Regions from separate parts of the Mus musculus genome. Here region 2 is linked to region 1. The links are chromatin contacts, called in public HiChIP or PLAC-seq maps. All regions are on one chromosome and are shown on one strand. The core of a region is the stretch at or near the end of the contact, and the rest is flanking DNA. Distances in the headings are between cores, read along the strand shown. Region 1 has its middle 19 kb from the start of Arpc1a. Region 2 holds the start of Arpc1b (actin related protein 2/3 complex, subunit 1B).

Region 1 (4,467 bases), core at 1,015-3,514:
CCTGGCCCTGGCATTCCACTACATTGGGGCATAGAGCCTTCACAGGACTAAGAGCCTCTCCTCCCACTGATGACTGACTAGGGCATCCTCTGCTACATATACAGCTGGAGCCATGAGTCCCACCATGTGCATTCTTTGGTTGGTAGTCTAGTCCCTGGGAGCTCTCAGGGTACTGGTTACTTCATATTGTTGTTCCTCTTATGAGGCTGCAAACCCCTTCAGCTCCTTGGGCCCTTTCTCTAGCTCCTTCATTGGGGGCCCTGTGCTCAGTCCAATGGTAGGCTGGGAGCACCCACCTCTGTATTAACTCAAAAACAAACACCATATGATCATCTCATTAGATGTGGAGAAATCATTTGACAAAATCTCTCGCACGCGCTCGACTGGCCAGGAAGAAGGACGCTGCAACAGGATCCTTCTGCACACGTTTATTGGGAGAGCTTGACTGTAGAGGCGAAAAGACCTCGAGCCCAGAACTGGTGCTGCTTTTATAGGCCTAGGACAGGCGTTCTCTCTTATCTGATTGGTTAACTTGTCTCTCATCTGATTGGTTAACTTGTCTCTCATCTGATTGGTTAACTTGTATCTCATCTGATTGGTTAACTTTTGTCAATTCTCAAAACCTCACCTTGGCAAAAGAACCTTTACTGGCTATGTGTGGTGGTCAGCTGTAGCCAACTGCCACTCTGCAACTGCCACTCTGTAACTGCCACTCTGTAACTGCCACTCTGTAACGGCTTCCCACAAAAATCCAACACCCCTTCATGATAAAAGTCATGGAAAGATCAAGAATTTAAGGTCCATGCCTAAACATAGTAAAAACAATATACAGCAAACCAGTAGCCAACATCAAGCTAAATGGAGAGAAACTTGAAGCAATCCCACTAAAATCAGGGACTAGACAAGGCTGACCACTCTCTCCCTACCTATTCCAATATAGTACTTGAAGTCCTAGCCAGAACAATTAGACAACAAAAGGAGATCAAAGGGATACAAATTGGAAGGGAAGAAGTCAAAATAACACTATTTTCAGATGATATGATACTATACATAAGTGGCCCCCCAAAATTCCACCAATTCCTATAAGTGACTCTCTCACCTCAACATGTATGCCTACACATACACACACCATGGAGACAGACGCACACACAGACAGAAATCCTAAACCTAATAAACAACTTCAGCAAAGTAGCTGAATATAAAATTAATTCAAACAAATCAATGGCCTTCCTCTACACAAAGAATAAATAGGCTGAGAAAGAAACTAGGGAAACAACACCCTTCTCAATAGTCACAAATAGTATAAAATACCTTGGCGAGACTCTAACTAAGCAAGTGAAAGATCTGTATGATAAGAACTTCAAGTCTCTGAGGAAAGAAATTGAAGAAGACCTCAGAAGATGGAAAGATCTCCCAAGCTCATGGATTGGCAGGATTAATACCTAGTTCTTAAAACATGAACCTATCTCTTTAGCCAAGGATCATCTTCTCTATCTTCCTTCCTTTCTGTTTTATCCTCTCTCCTCGCTCTCTCGCACTCTCGCACTCTCCCTCTCCCCCTCCCCTCCCCCTCCCCTCCCCCTCCCCCTCTCCCCCTCTCCCCCTGTCCCTCTCCCTCTCCCTCTCCCTCCCTCCCTCCCTCCCTCCCTCCCTCCTTCCCTCCCTCCCTCCCTCCCTCCCTCCTTCTCTCCCTCTTGCCTTCTATCAGTCTCTCTATCATAGCTCTGGCTGCCTTGGAACTCATTAGGGAAACCAGGCTGTCTTCTAACTGATAGACTGACAGAGATTTGCCCTCCTCTGCCTCCTGAGTGCTGGGATGAAAGGCATGCACTACCACACAGCCTGTCTTTGTTTTCAAATTCCTTGGTCACTTAGACATGAATGAGGCTTAATGCTTGCATCCAACAGAAAGCAAGCAAGGTCTGAATTAGTCACAGAGGTCCTTGAAAGCCCATCCCACCTCAAGACTGGTACCAGGATACCTTGGCCTTCAGAAAAAAACAAACCACAAGGCTCAAACAAAGAAACAAACAAAAATCTGCTGAAGTCAAGGACACCTGCCCTTTCCACCTTTATTTTCATGTGGCCCAGGCTGACCTCAAATTCACTGTGTAGCCAAGGATGACCTTAGTTTCAACTCTAACACCAGTATGTAGGGGTGGAAGAACAGTAGCTTCTCACTGGTACAGGCTTTGTATGGCTGTTCAATGTGGTTGAACTCTAAAGGGAAGACAGCGGGAGGCCAGTCAACCCAGACTCAGAGACAGTCGCCACTATGACTATGTAAAGGAGCTGTGTACGTGGGCAAGGATACCCAGGGGTCACCTACCTACACCATGCTGTACTCTGAATGCCCTAAGGCTAAGGAGTGCACAGTCCCATCAGCACAGGGAGAAACAGGTCTGGGTCACCCTCCTATGAATTGGGGATTCTGGGATCTGTATCCCAGGAAAATGGACCCAGGTCCACGAGGTAAGCAAACAAGCAAACAAGGCACCCCTTTCACTCCTCCACTAGGAATAAAACAATCTCTACAGACACTTAAGAAAGGGTTTCCAGGCCTGATCCAATGGATACTGTCAATGGCATGCTGGGAAACAAGTTTCTTCTCCCCCAAAATTGAGTAGAGCTCTGGAGATGGCTTGATGGGCCATCTGGCAGTCGGAGAAGAATCCCTAGGACCTGCATGGTTGAGGGAGCACACCAATTCCTATAAGTGACTCTCTCACCTCGACATGTATGCCTACACATACACACACCATGGAGACAGACGCACACACAGACACACACTAAAGAACTAAAGGGAAAGCTGGTTTGAAAGGTTCGCTAATGCTCATGGTGCAACTATTCACTATGGTTAGCTTCACGTTATTAACACATTAGCACGTGCTCAACCCTGTTTCAGAAAACCCCACAGTCAGCTCCTGAGCATGAGTACAAACAAGGTGGGCATACACCCATTACGTCTGACCATTTCATTTCACTTTTCAAAGAGCCTGTTTTTGAGACAGAGATTCACTATGTAAACCCAGGCTGGCCTGGGACCTGCAGGATGGTCAGCCTCAGCCTCCGCCTCCCAAGCAGTAGATTCCATGGGAAAGCCTGCCCAGCTTTTTTGACATTATTTTTATTTTAAGGTTTATTTATTTATTTTATATATGTGAGCGCACTGTAGCTGTCTTCAGACACACCAGAAGAGGGCATCAGATCCCATGACAGAATGTTGTACTGGGAATTGAACTCAGGACCTCTGGAAGAGTAGTCAGTGCTCTGAAACACTGAACCATCTCTCCAACTCTCATGATATTATTTTTTGATGTAGCAGAGGTGAGATTGGATATTGCTGAAACATTAAAATGTAGAGTTCCAGAGGAAACAGATTGAGCCGCCCCAAGGTGAAAACCAGGACAGTCACAGCAGACGGCAGGTTTACAAAAGGAACACAGCCATTCAGGGCAGAATCTTTTTTAAAAAATGGCAGGTAGAGAGATGGCTCAGTGGTTAAGAGCACTGACTGCTCTTCCAGAGGTCCTGAGTTCAATTCCCAGCAACCACATGATGGCTCACAACCATCTGTAATGGGATCTGATGCCCTCTTCTGGTGTGTCTGAAGACAGCTACAGTGTTCTCACATATATAAAATAAATCTTAAACAACAACCAAAAAAAAATGGCAGACAGAGCTGGAGAGATGGCTCAGCAATTAAGAGCACCAGTTGTTTTCCCAGAGGACCTGGGTTTCCTTCTCAGAATCCATATGGCAGCTCTGTTAACCCCCATTCCAGAGTATCCAGTGCAGCCTCTGGCCTTCATGGGCACTGTATACAAGTGATATATATAGATATATAGATATATATATGCCTATTGTCTGCCTGTGTGAATATACATATATATATGCCTATTGTCTGCCTGTGTGAATATATATATTCACACAGGCAGACAAAACACTCATATACATAAAATTTTTAAAAAGTCTAGCTCAACAGGTAAAAGCGCCTACCACCAAGCCTGACAAACTGAGTTCAATTCCTAGGACCCACATATTGGAAGAAGAGACCAGACTCATGCATGTAGTCTTCTGACCTCCACCTGAGCCTTCCACAAATAAATAAATAAATGTGATTTTCAAGATTTCAAGAAAACGTAGGAAGCTAACACCTAGGAAAATATAAACTCCTGCCTGTATGGGACTGGGCAGCTTCAAGCAATGTCTCTCACATATATAATATGTATATGTATGTATGTATATATATATATATATATATATATATATATATATATATATACATATATATATATATATATATGCACTCATATACACAGAGGTTTTTTTTTTTAATGCAAGCTCACCTAGAATAGGCTACACTATCATCTCATTTTCTGCTGTGCCTTTCTCAAGTGAAGGCTAGGCCAACCAAGAATACTGTGCACAAGTTAGATAATGAAGAGCAAGCATGAATGGTGGAAA
Region 2 (4,467 bases), core at 1,213-3,712, 49 kb after region 1:
AGGGGCAGGCTGGTCATTGTGAATTCAGGCCAGCTAGGGCTACACTGAGAGAACCTGCCTCAAAAATGAACAAAAAGTGGCATAGTGACATGTACCTATGATCCTAGCACTGAGGGTGAAATCAGGAGGATCCCTGGGGTGCAAAGTTCTGTCAACCTAACACACTCTGTGAGAAAAACTCAAAACACAAGCTGCCTGAGGAAGACTGACCTTTGGCAAACACACACACACACACACACACGCATAGAAGCACACTTGCATGATCTGTGTTTCCTCATGGCTTCAAAGTTTTCAGTCTATAGTCACTTGGCTCCACAGCTTGTGGCAGCACAGAAGGGTGAGGTGGAGGCCAGCTACTCACCTCAGAGCAGCACCTCACACCAGACAGAGTGAGCAAGTCAACACTACCTACAGTGACTTTCTTCTCAAGAGGTGCAAGCTCCTACCATCGCATTCAGAGAAGAACTGAATAGACTCACCCTCTGTGAGGGGCTAGGGTCTGTGTGGCTCAGTGCATGTGTAAGGTCTTGGGTTATACCCACCATCATAAAGCAAAACAAAACAAAACACCTGGTCCATGAATCTTAACCCTCTTGAAAGACGCTTGAGCTTAAGCTGACCAGAGCTGACCAGTGAGTGCTCTGGTTTTCTCTGCAGGATTGTCTTGTCCTATGCTCTGCTCTGAGGACTCCCCTCCGCTTGAGGGTTACTGCCCTCCAGGCATACAGCTCACCCAGAGGGGCTTCTCTGTAGTGGGCCACTTCCTAGAGTCCTGGGCTTGGTTTTGCTTTGTCCATCCTCTGAAGACACTGGGTCACTTTAGGTTACTACCCCGGGACAGAGAACTGTAGGACACCACAGGCGTATGGAGTCAGATCACTCAAGGCCTCCTGGGGCCATTGCTGGGCTTTTATGGAGCTGAGCGAGCACGGACAGATTGCCAGCCAGGGATGCCCTTGACCCACAGGGCTACAGATACAAACCTACAGGAACAGCAAAGCAGGGGGCGCAGGATCATGGCTCCTCTGTGTCTGTGGCAGGAGGATGACTCGTGGAAACCTGAGCTAAATCTTACTGAGCTGGGTGGGTCTGGTGGCACGGGGAACTGAGGCAGGAGAATCACAAGCTCAAGGCCTACGTAACTTCAAGTCCAGCCCCAGAAACTTAAGGAGACTTAAGTGAAGGCTGGGGATGTAGCTCCGTGACTGAGCGTCTGCTGTGTGTGCAGGGCCCTGAGTTTGAATCCCAACACCATTATATATGTATATGTGTGTGTGTGTGTGTGTATACACACACACACATATACATAATCACTGAACATGGGCAGGGTGTTCACTGCAGCAACTGCTCCAAACTTAGAGTATTTTATTACACCAGGCATGATGATGCACTGCTTTAATACCAGAACTCAGAACTTGGAGACACAGACAGAGGCGGATCTCTGAGTTCAAGGGCAGTCTGGCCTACAGAGCTAATTCCAGGGCAATCAGGGCTACACAGAGAAACCCTGGCTCAAAAAAAAAAAAAAAGTATTAATTTATTTACTTACCCTGCGTGTGTGTGTGTGTGTGTGTGTGTGTGTGTGTGTATGTTTACACACTCTAGTTCACTATGGCTGGCATGTGTGTGGAAGTCAGTGCTGGGAGTTCAATTCAGGTCCTTAGGCTGGGCAGCAAGCACCTTTGCCATCTGAGCCATCTTACTGGCCCATTTCTTTGGTTTTTTTGAGGCAGGGTTTCATGTAACCCAGGCTGGCCTTCATCCAGCTCTACAGCCAAGGGTGAACTCGAATCTCATCTCTCTTCCTCCATCTCCCCAGTGCTGGGATGACAGGTGTGGGTTATCACAGGCACCTCTAAGCCAGAATTAGTGATACAGGAGATTGCTGGGAGTCTAGAGAGGAGCTCTCAGAAGGTGGGAGGCACAGCAAAAGGAACTTGAGACGCACCTAACCTGGAAGACCCTTGACCCTGGAGCATCATCACCTGACTGCAAAGCTACTCAGCAACTTGGAGGGAAGTGTGTGGACTTCCGAAGCGAGAAGTCACCTGGAGTGGCAGTGCTCTTCTTCCTGGACGCCAGCGACTCTGCCATCTTTGGGACACAGAGTCTGGGGAACCACGGCTGGGGTGCACCTAGAGTGCGAGGGGCGGGGCAGGAGTCATTAAGTTGCGGGGTGCCTGCGTGTGGCCTCAAAACCTTTGAATTCTTGGTTGCCCGATCTCGGGCTTCCGCCCTCTAAGCGCCCCCCCCCTTCTTCCAGCCTCAGTTTCCCCATTCAGAAAGTAGTTAGGGGCAACAGCGTGCGATCTCCGAACGAATTCTGGGCTGAGCTGGACTTAACTGAGGTCCGGGCGGCTTAGTACCCCGAGGGGTGGGCGGGCCCTGAGATCTGGCCACAGCCGCCCGGGTCCCGCCCCCGGTCCCTGCGGGGCTGTGCCCGAAGGCCCCGCCCCCCGCCCACGAGGAAGTGGCTGCGGCGCTGCGCGGGTCTCAGAGCCGGTTCGGCGCGTCGACTGTCCAGAGTCCGCGGCCGAGGAGACCCGAGGTGAGGGGCGCGGGGTGGTCGCGAGGTGTGTGTGGTGTCTGAGGCCACCTAGAAGTCAGGGGACTCGAGGCGATGTTCGACGGTGAGGGGGATGGGGATGAGAGAGGAGTGGAGAGCCGTGTGCATGGGGGCCTGGTGGGGCTCCCGGCGAGGGTGGGGCTGGCAAGGAGCTAGTGGGGGGCGGCGTTCTGGGGATGCGGGGCGCGGTGGGAAGAATCGCAGAGATTCCCCGCGCACTCGACGCCATCGAGACGGCACAGCCCCAGCCTCGCGCCCCCTCTCCGCTTTCCTGGCCCCGCTTTCGATCCCCGAGACCCGTGTCGCCCCGTTACTTTGGGCGCAGGGCCCCACGCTCAGTCACTTCCCCCTCGGTCCGCAGCCTTCCGGGTTGTTGCGACCGGGAAATGAGCTAGCACCCCTGCCCCGCCTCATCCCCCAGTGACCATACCCGGCAGGGGTCCAGGTTCCTGGTTCCACCCAGCTTGGGCGAGCGGACCCTGGCGGCTCGAGGGGCACCCAGCCAGGCCACCCCGGACAGGGCAGGTCCCGGTGGGGCCCGCAAATAGGCTGGAATCCTGAACTGGGAGCCAGCCCAGGTGCTGGCCATGAAGCTTGTTCCCGCGAGGCAGCTCCAGCCTGGGGCGGTGTGGCTGCTGACGCAGTCGAGCCACCTCGCCTCTCTAGAGCTCAACTTGCCTTGCCTGGAAAATGGGGACCTTCCAGATTTGGAGGCTTAGCTGCCAAATGTGGCTAGTACACTTGGCAGAGTGCCTGCTTGTCTGCTGCTGCAGACCTTATTTCTGCACTCCTTTGAACCTGGCCTTATGAGGTGGGAGGGTGGGGTGGGGTCCGAAGCTGCAGCCCTGCGGGGCGACTTGGAGGGAACAACTTCTTCACGTGGACAATAAAAAAGGAATAGATTTACCACGTGGGCTTCTACTGTAAGAGAATGTGCGGGGCTGGGAGATGGAGCATTGAATAAAAGCACTGACAGGGGTGGAGTTGGGGAGGGGGAATCCTGAGGGTCTGAGTTCGAATACCCCGACACCCATGGGCACTCAAAGACACACAATGAAGCGTGCAAGGCAAAGGTCTGTGTGAATGAAAATTTATTTATTTATTTTGGTTTTTCGAGACAGGGTTTCTCTGTATAGCTCTGGCTGTCCTGGAACTCACTCTGTAGACCAGGCTGGCCTCGAACTCAGAAATCCTCCTGCCTCTGCCTCCCGAGTGCTGGGATTAAAGGTGTACGCTGGTGATTCTTTTTCACTCTGGGTTGTTTTGTTCTTTTAGGCAGGGTCTCCTCCTTTCCCCTGGACTCGGGTTCTCTCTCTCTCTCTCTCTCTCTCTCTCTCTCTCTCTCTTTCCCCCTCCCTCCCTCCTCCTTCCCTCCCCCCAGGCTAGCCTTGAACTCATAGAGCTCTGTCTCCTCAGTGCTGAGATTAAAGGTGAGCACACTTCGGGATCTTTCAAATAACAAATAACCCCAACTAGAATTAAAGTATTTTGTTCTGTCTTGGTCCCAGGGCCTTGGAACTTACTAGGCAAGTGCTCTACCAGTGATCCAGCCTCCTCAGTGGTATGTGGGTTTTTCCAATCTGTCACCCACTGATATAAAAAGGGTTTTCTGTAGTAAGGCAACCCTAAGAAAGAGGGCTTTAAAAGTTTGCTTTTTCAAGTTACTAAGGTCATCAGTGTTGTTCTCTTTTTAAAGATGTATTTTTATGGGTTGGGTGCGCGCGCGCCCACACACTTGAGCCCTGGGGTGGTGGAAAATGCTGTCCCCTGGAGCTAGAGTATTTATTTGGTGGTTGAGGGCTACTGGAGTTCTCTGCAAAGAGCCTTCTCTCCAGCCCCACATTCTGTCTGCTCTCATACAAGCTGTTGGAATTAGAAGTTAGCACGCGGCCCTTCAAAGG

Evidence for each region. HiChIP or PLAC-seq counts read pairs in DNA pulled down with a chosen protein or histone mark.
Region 2: an H3K27ac HiChIP or PLAC-seq map of embryonic stem cells shows a contact between it and region 1, with 5 read pairs. The contact joins the promoter of Arpc1b here to the enhancer-like site in region 1. A contact is called at or near these places in 1 of 15 datasets of contacts at CTCF or cohesin (the NIH/3T3 cell line), 2 of 484 Hi-C or Micro-C datasets (granulocytes and pre-pro-B cells), 1 of 115 datasets of contacts at active chromatin or transcription factors (embryonic stem cells) and 3 of 9 other capture datasets (adipose tissue, liver and pancreatic islet).

The regions. Positions count from the first base shown.
Region 1 is chr5:145,063,102-145,067,568 of GRCm38.p6, forward strand. No RefSeq gene overlaps it. Among named protein-coding and RNA genes, the nearest start is that of Arpc1a, 19 kb to the right of the region's middle. Within about 2 kb of position 2,265, at least 5 of the 459 cell types and tissues checked have an H3K27ac peak or open chromatin away from gene starts, as enhancers often do. A contact at or near this core is called in embryonic stem cells, where this site is marked.
Region 2 is chr5:145,111,794-145,116,260 of GRCm38.p6, forward strand. Arpc1b (actin related protein 2/3 complex, subunit 1B) reads left to right here and starts at 2,463. Exons shown (of 10, transcript NM_023142.2): 1 at 2,463-2,548.